2 separate regions of the Mus musculus genome follow, and region 1 is linked to region 2. A link is a contact called in public promoter capture Hi-C data. All regions are on one chromosome and are shown on one strand. Each heading gives the region's core, a stretch centred on a gene start, on an enhancer-like site or on the middle of the called end of the contact. The rest is flanking DNA. Distances are from core to core; before and after follow the strand shown.

Evidence for each region. Promoter capture Hi-C pulls out the DNA fragments that hold promoters and counts their contacts.
Region 1: a promoter capture Hi-C map of pre-B cells shows a contact between it and region 2. The contact joins the promoter of Luc7l3 here to the promoter of Mmd in region 2. A contact is called at or near these places in 2 of 39 promoter capture datasets (the HPC-7 cell line and pre-B cells).

What each region holds. Positions count from the first base shown.
Region 1 is chr11:94,320,479-94,324,634 of GRCm38.p6, reverse strand. It overlaps Luc7l3 (LUC7-like 3 (S. cerevisiae)), which reads left to right and starts at 2,672. Exons shown (of 10, transcript NM_001361574.1): 1 at 2,672-2,945. The coding sequence starts at 2,847.
Region 2 is chr11:90,247,511-90,251,522 of GRCm38.p6, reverse strand. It overlaps Mmd (monocyte to macrophage differentiation-associated), which reads right to left and starts at 2,047. Exons shown (of 7, transcript NM_026178.2): 1 at 1,788-2,047. The coding sequence starts at 1,813.

The sequences.
Region 1 (4,156 bases), core at 1,423-3,922, 4.1 Mb before region 2:
TCCCAAGTGTTGTATTTTAGCCTTTTGGATTTGCTTCCAACTAATTTTCCAACCAACCCATTCTTTTTTTTTTTTTTTAAAGATTTATTATTTCATGTATGTGAGTACACTGTAGCTGTCTTCAGACACATCAGAAAAGGGCATCAGATCTCATTACAGATGGTTCTGAGCCACCATGTGGTTGCTGGGAATTGAACTCAGGATCTCTGGAAGAGCAGACAGTGCTCTTAACCACTGAGCCATCTCTCCAGCCCCCAACCAACCCATTCTAGTTCAACTTCATGAGACTCAAAGAATACTTTTAAAAGTTCCTCTTCTAGCAGACTAACAGTTTTCTTCATTGTTATCTATTTCATGTTTTGGAAACTTTTTTGCGTTTCTTAACTGTAAACTCTTCAGATTTCTGTTTGAGGGATATATGCTAACACACTGGGAGGCTGGGGTGGGAAGACTGTCGGTCTTGAGTTCGAGGCCTCCATTTTCCACCTTACCTGGTTGGAGCTTTGCCACACTCCTCAGTCAGTGCCACAGGGAGCTGACTCCTCCACTCTGACAATAAAAAGGTTCTTTCCCTCTTGCTAATAAAGGAATTAAGAACCTGTTGGGTCTCCTCTATCAATGTGCAGAGTATATCAATTAATTTAATCTGCACACTAACACTGATGTGGGCATATAACAGAAGTTTTGTTGAGGTTTCTCTGTGTAACCCAGCTATCCTGGACATTTGACTGCCTCTACCTCCTGAGGATTATATGAGCCACCAACTTTGGGCCTCCAATTTTTAATTTTAACTTTTTAAATATAATTTACTTTATGTGCATTGGTGTTTTGCCTGCTTGTCTGTCTGTCTGGGGGCAGGGGGTGTCTGACCCTGGAGTTAGGCAGCTGTGAGTTGCCATGTGGGTGTTAGGAATTGAACCTGGGTCCTCTGCAAGAGCAGCCAATGCCAACAACTGCTGTGGCATCTCTCCAGCCCTTAATTTTTTAAAAATTACATTCTATTTTATGTGCCAGTGTCTGTGTGTGTGGATCAGCCCGTGGAGGTCAGAGGACAGTTTTCGGGAGTTGGTTCTCTCCTTTCTCTGTGAGTCCGGGGGATGAAACTCTTGTCACATTCATCCAGCTTGTCCACAGATGTCTCTCAGCTTAGTCATCTCACTAGCCCCTGGGTTTTATTTTTTTTAAAAATTGTTTTAGACAGGAACTCACACAGCAACCCATGCTGGTCTGGAACAATAATCCTTCTGGCCAAGCCTCCCAAACAAGGGGATTATAGGCCCGGTCTGCTATTCCTAGCTGAATATGAATCTTGTTTTTGAGACAATGTCTCACTATGTAGCCCTGGCTGGCCTCGATCAACTTGCCTCTGGATTGCTAGGGATTAAAAGTTTGCAAGGCCGAATTAATACTTTTAAAGAAATTCCAGGGAGTTCACCACTCAGCATGAAGAACAGAGTTTAACCTCCAGCACATACATGTAAAACAGTGGTTTATAGCTGCAGTACTAAGGAAGCAGAAATAAAAGGATTCGTAGGGCTTTCAGGCTGACAGAGAGCTCACGTCCCAGTGAGACATTCTTTTTGAAAAAGGGTTTCTCTGTATAACAGCCATGGCTTTATACAGAAACTTGTTTTGTAGACCAGGCTGGCCTCAAACTTAGATATTCACCTGCCTTTGCCTCCCAAGTGTTAGCACTTAAGAGGCAGAAGCAGGTGAACCTCTTTAATTCATAAAATCCACCTGACTCTGCCTTCCCAGTGCCTTCCTAGATAAAAGGTATACGGTGACAGCAAGCCCAGCTAAGTTTTCCTAATCTTTTGAAAGTTTAGATTGAGGAGCAATGGTGGCACGTCCTAGCACTCATAAGGCTGAGACACGGGAATCTCTGTGAGTTCGAGGCCAGCCTGGTGAGTTCCAGAACAGCTAAAGTTACAGAGAAACCCTATCCCGAAAAACAAAACCAAAAACCAAACAAAGGTGGATAGTTCCTGAGTAATGGACTCCAGAGGGTAACCTCTGGTCTCCTCTATGATTCCCTGAACACACAGTAACACATTTGATACAAAGTGAAGGAAGATAAATTCCTGGATTGGAGGTATTACAACATAATTCCTCCACCGCATATAGTCTATTCCTTGATTTTCCTCCCTAAAAATCGAGGAAGTCCGGACAAAACCGGGTAGAAGAGTTGAGGATTTAACTCGCTGGTAGAGCGTTAAGCGTTAAGGTTCCCGGTTCAATCCCCAGCATCGAACTGGGTGGGTGTGGGAAGGGTGGAGGGTGCAGACATAAATAAGGACAGGTAGAGGAGGAAGAAACTACAGCGACAGGAAAATGGAGTCTGAGCACGATCGCAGCTCGCTCTTCTTGTTTCCCTCCCTGGAAGATGGTCCCCCGCACACCACGTGGACAAAGGGACATTTTCTCCGTTTCAGGGCAGTGGCAAAGGACCCAGAGCTAGATTGCTCTTTCTCCAAGTAAAAAAGAGGCCGACACCGGCAGCCGTTAGAGCGTCCACCGCTCCGTTGGGTGGAAGGCACGGCGGGGGCGGAGTCAGTGCCTGGCGGGGCTTTGCCCCGGGCCCGGGCCGGAGGTCCCGCCCCCTCGCCGGAGAAGCCGCGCTGCCCGCCCTCGCAGCCCGGGCCTAGGCGTGTCTCCACGGGCGCACGGCATGCTGGGAAGGTGCCCGGGCGGCGGCCATTTTGTCTTCTCGGCTCCTCTCTGGAAGAGGCTTTTCGAGCTTGAGAGTGGGCCGAGGGGGCTTGGTTCGGCGGCCGGGCGGCTGGTGGGGTTTTTTATCGGGTGGGTGCTAGGGCTGGCGTGAGCAGCCGCCCGGAGGAAGCACCATGATTTCTGCCGCGCAGTTGCTGGATGAGTTAATGGGCCGGGACCGAAACCTCGCCCCGGATGAGAAGCGCAGCAACGTGCGCTGGGACCACGAGAGCGTAAGTCCCGTGGGCCTCGGGCCTGTGCCCCGGGGACTGGGGGAGGGGGAGCTGAAGGGACCCGAGGGCGGGCCGAGGCTGGCCCGAGCGGGGTGCGGCGCGATTTGGGGGGACCTGGCCGCGCCGACTGAAGCACCTGACGGCGGAGGGAGGCGGGCGTGCGGCCCAGGACGGAGGGAGGATTCCGCGCCAATCCGGGGGATAGCGGCGTTTGTTGTTGTGTGGAGGAAGTCCGGGATGGCGCTTGGCTGGGCAGAAGAAGAAGCACCTTGGTGAGGCCGAGAAACGCGGGAAAAGGAAGAAGGAAGGGCTCGCTTGATTCCACCAGAGCTCCGGGGTTTTACCGTATGAATAAGAAAGCAGGCTTCCGTTATTTGGGTGCAGTCTGTCTGTCTGTCTGTCTGTCTATCTATCTATCTATCTATCTATCTAGAGTGTGTGAGTGTGTGTGTGTGTGTGTGTGTGTGTGTGTGTGTGAGAGAGTCGGGAGTCATATAGATAGATAGCCTGACTCCCGACCAGTATTCGTGGGGAAGGACATCGTAGCAGTGCATTGCTTAGGAGTGCTGCCATTTGGACACTTCTGTGAGAAGGTAGACAGTTGAAAGACGGAACGAGGTACAGTTTTATCATGAACAGTTTTTTGCTAATGCGGTTTGATGGCCGTTTGACGCGTGCTTGATGGCCGTAGTAGACCCTCAGCTAGGCAGTTGTGAAGGTTTTTGTTTTCACATAAACTCATTCGGTCCTTTTACTCTCTTAGAAAGGTTAACTATAACTCCTGGGTCGCAGGTGAGGCTAAAGCCTCTCTCTCTCTCTCTCTCTCTCTCTCTCTCTCTCTCTCTCTCTCGGTCTCTTGGTGATCGGGAAAGCTAAATCTAATTTTTGTAGCACTGTTGAGGTTGCACTGTTCTTCGTGCATATACTGTACTGTATTTCAAGTACTTTTTATCTAGTTTTGTACGTGGAGCACACTGTCTTAGATCTGAACTGGAGAGTGGGTACACTTGATTTTACCTTGCAGTTATAATCAAACAGCAGTTTTAAATCACTTGATAAAATATGAGAAAATGGCTCAACAAAAGCTTTGTTTTGTTTCTGTTTTTGAGGCAGTGTTTTACTCTGTAAGCAGGTGGTTCTCGAACTTGAAATCCTCACTCCGCTTCCAGAGTGCTGGGATTACATCGTTGCCACGATTGGCTAACAGGCTT
Region 2 (4,012 bases), core at 798-3,297:
TGATGCTTATAAATAGTCTAGGCTATAATAGAGAAAGAGGTAATGAAGGGATTGCATCAATCAGAATCAAAGGAGACCCAGGGATCACCAAGAAAGACACAACTAACATTTGCAGAGCACAATAATATACACCTATAATATACACCTACTCAACAATTACATTCTGTGATACTCTGAAAGATAACCCCTGTGTATTCTAATGTTTGAATGGGTAAGACTCCAAAATAGGATGAAAGTGAATTCTGTCCATTAAAAAAGATTGCTCAATCAGCTGAGGTGGTTTTTATTTTTTCATTTTAGAGCTCTCTGAATGTTGGTACAATAAGCAAAAACAGACATTTTCCTTCTTTTTATAGAATTCAAAAGGATAGACTAGAAACCCAAACTCTTCGTCAAATAGGGAAGGGGTAATTTTGCAGAATATAGCTACTGGTCTCTGAAAGCAGGAAGCCCACAAAGACATGCAAAGGAAAGAATCAGACAAACAACCCACACGCACAGGACATGAGGTTCACACACGTTACAGAGTCTCTTAAATCCACTGTGGTTCTAAACGAGAAAGACCAAGGTTCCTTTCTGCCTTTGACATAGAGACGTAGTTCTCCTCCAACGATAGTGCCAGACTTCCAGCCACCAAGTAATAAGCAATATTCAGAAAGCAATCCAAATCTTCAAGCCGATCTCCCCCAATACTGAGCGCAAAGACCACCCTCATCCTGTGCATGTTGTGTTGGCTCTTTTACCCTTTGAGACTGGAAGAAATGAGATAAGCATTAATGAGTGAACAGGGGAAAGAAGGGAAAGGAAAACTAAATGGTGTGTTTACATTTTAAAATAAAAAGAAAGACCACTTCAAACTCAATAGCCTGCTCGGAAGATTTTAAGCATTTCTGCTTTTGAATTCTCTGGTACATCACACTAGGCTACCCTGTTGGTGGTGAAGGGCTGGGAATGGGTATGGCTGCCAGGCTCAGACAAAGGGATGGAGTTACCAGAAACCCCATGGGTGAACTTTCACCCACTTAGAAACATTAAAGCCCAGAGCTTTCTTTGGGAACAATAGGTCGGCAGCCTTCATCATTCCTTCCACGCAGGTAATCCACCCGGGAGAGAAGGGCCACACTATGTCCCTCAAGTCGGGCTACCCTACCACCTCTTTAGTGTAGAGCAGACAACCCGCCTTCCGGTGGCGCCTCCTCCGTTCTTTCTCCCTATTTCCTAAAACCAGGTTTCTCAAAGGCATGTCTCTCCACCTGAATGCTAACTTGCCCCTGCCAAAAAAAAATCCCCCAAATAGCACACCATTAGGTTCTTAGCCCGAGACACACAACCCCTCCGGACACCATCAGGAAAGCTGGACCTAGAGAAGCGTGCCTCAGTTTCCCTGTCTCTAGGGCCAACCACCGACAAAACACCTCAAAAAGCTCAGGCCAGACCTCCTACCCGCTGTAAGACAAACATCGCCACAGGGTGCTGCAGCAGCCTTAAGAGACCTCACGTTGGGGTTTGTATAAGGGTGGAGGCCCTGAGTGGAGTCGTGGGGAGGGGGCTCTGAGGCTGGAGTAGTCTGCTAGAAGCTAGCAGCAGCGGTGTCTGGATGGGGATCTCAAGGGCCAAGCTAGGTTTGCAAGCGGATGGAGGAGGCAAAGCAGATGCGGGGTCCCGGGGCACAGATCCCAAGCTGCCTGGAGGAAGGGGATCGCAGAACTGCGAGTCTTCCCGGGAGCCGGTCCTCGTCAGGGCTCGGGATCCCCCGGGACGGAGCACGTTCCCCGCAGAACTCTCACCGCTGGAATCGATTCCTGAACCGCATTGATCCACCGCTCCACCGCGGGGGCCGGGAGCTCCGTCTCTTTTGCACCGGCGGCAGGGCGCGCCGGCCTCATGGGCTTGAGCTGCTCCGAGGCCGCTGGCGTGCCAGGCGGGAGCCACGCAACTGGGCAGGGCCGGAGTGGGCCACACCGGGGGTCGGTCAGCACAGGGCCCGGGCCAGAGCAGGCGCCTGGGGGCGGGAGGGAGGCCGCTTAAACGGCCCCGGCGCCTCCCGCCTCCCGCCTCCCTGGCTCCTCCGCCCCCGGGTGCCTGGGCCCCGCCCCGGAGCCCGGCTCCGCCCCTGCCCGCTGCTCTCGCTGCGTGCGCCCGCAGCCACCTGCGCGTCACCGCGCCCAGTGGCCAATCAGTGTCCGGAGCGGCGCAGGGCTCCGCTGCCATTCATTTCCCTTGAAGCTCGGTAGGTGGGGCGGAACCTCAGAGCCGAGGGGTGTGGCTAGCCGAAAGGGGAGGAGCGCTGGGAGGGCGGTGCTCTGCATTAAAGCTTTGAGCGTGTGAGCTGCAACAGAGAGGAAGGAACAACGGTGTGTAGGAGATGGCCCACAATCTTAGAAGCAGCTGTGCCGGAAGTGGCAGCGAGCAAGAATCTATCTCTGCCTTCTAATCTTGGCCCCATATCGTTTATCCAGCCTTCATTCATTTCTGCGTCCTTCCTTTCATTTATTTCTTCACCTTTTACGCTGTGTAAAGACGGATTAGTAACACGGCTGTCCTATAAAGAAGAGATTGGAATTTCTCCAGGGGGATTCTTCTGGAGAGATCTTTTTACGTCCTCCATTTTATTTTCTATTTTTTAACCCAAGAAATTTCCAAGGAAAGAGTAGACTTGAATCGGCCCCTTTTGCTAAACCTCTGTAAAGCTAAAAGGACTTGCCAGAAGAGCAGATCCTAGGGAGAGAAGAGATAAGAGGTAGTGAATACACTCAGAAGAATACTGGAAAAAAGGAATTGACATGTGCAGGACCTGTCAGCATCACTCCTGAAATCCAGGTGTGCTCCCATCCAGGAAACCTGCCCACACACATCCCCCACTCCTCAAACTTCACCTTCTTGAGGGACTTAGGGCCAGCTTCGAAGCAGTATTTACTCTTTTTGAAACGAATGAAAGATGGGGGGATGCCGGGGAATGGTTTCACCCACCATTCTAGTGTCCTTCTCTTTAAGTGCCCCGGGGTGCTTTCCACAACAATTGCTTTGATCTTGGAAGGAATCCTTAGGTTCAAAATTATGTTACTCATTTCACAGGTATGGAGGCCAAGGCTTTGAAAGGTGGCACTGTTTACAATAGCCAAGTTATTATATTAGTGTAGGTGCCTACCAAAGGATGTAGAAAGAAAATGTGGTGTGTGTGTCTAGAGACAGCATGGAAAATTAGTCAGCCAGAAGGAAAAAAATGAAGACTCGGGAGTGATCTTTCCATTCCAAAGCTGCACACTTGGTTTAAAAGGACAATCGGCTCCAATAGAGGAGGACTGGATTGTTCTTCAGTGTGTGTGTGTGGGGGGGGGGGGGGTTACGAGTAACTACATTTCTGGGAACAGAGAAATGGATGGAACTAGATATCATCATATGAAATGAAATAAATAAACCAGGCTCAGAAATACAAATGTTAAATGTTTTCTCTCATATGTTAAATGTAGAGAAGTGGGGGTTGGGGAGTCATCAATGTAAAAGAGGATCAGGGAGTGAAAAAGAAACTTGCCCGATGCAAAACAGATTCCTACATAGCTTCCTCTAACACGAAGCACCAGATACCATCAGGTCAGTATGCCAACGGCCTCTCCCTAAGTTTTAAAACAGCACAATTCTTAAAACACACACCTGACTCCTTTTGCACTCACAGTAAAGCCTGACAACTAGCATAGCTTGAAAATCTACCAATTGACTACATGGCACTCCCCTTATAAACGATCAAGGGGCAGTAACAAAGGTACTAACTAAAAGATAACTGAAAATTAGCCACATGAAATGACAACCTAAGGGATAGGAACTGTAATCACAACAAATGTCCCACTTCCTTGGGGGCGGGGGGGACGACGCAGGGGAGGCTATTGTGTGAGAGGACCTAAGAAGTCTCTGTACTTTCCTTTTGGTCTTGCTCTGAACCTCAAGCTGTTAAGATGATTTGCTTTTTCTCTTTAAGAGAAAGAAATGAAATGTTGATGCCGTCTTCGACATGAAC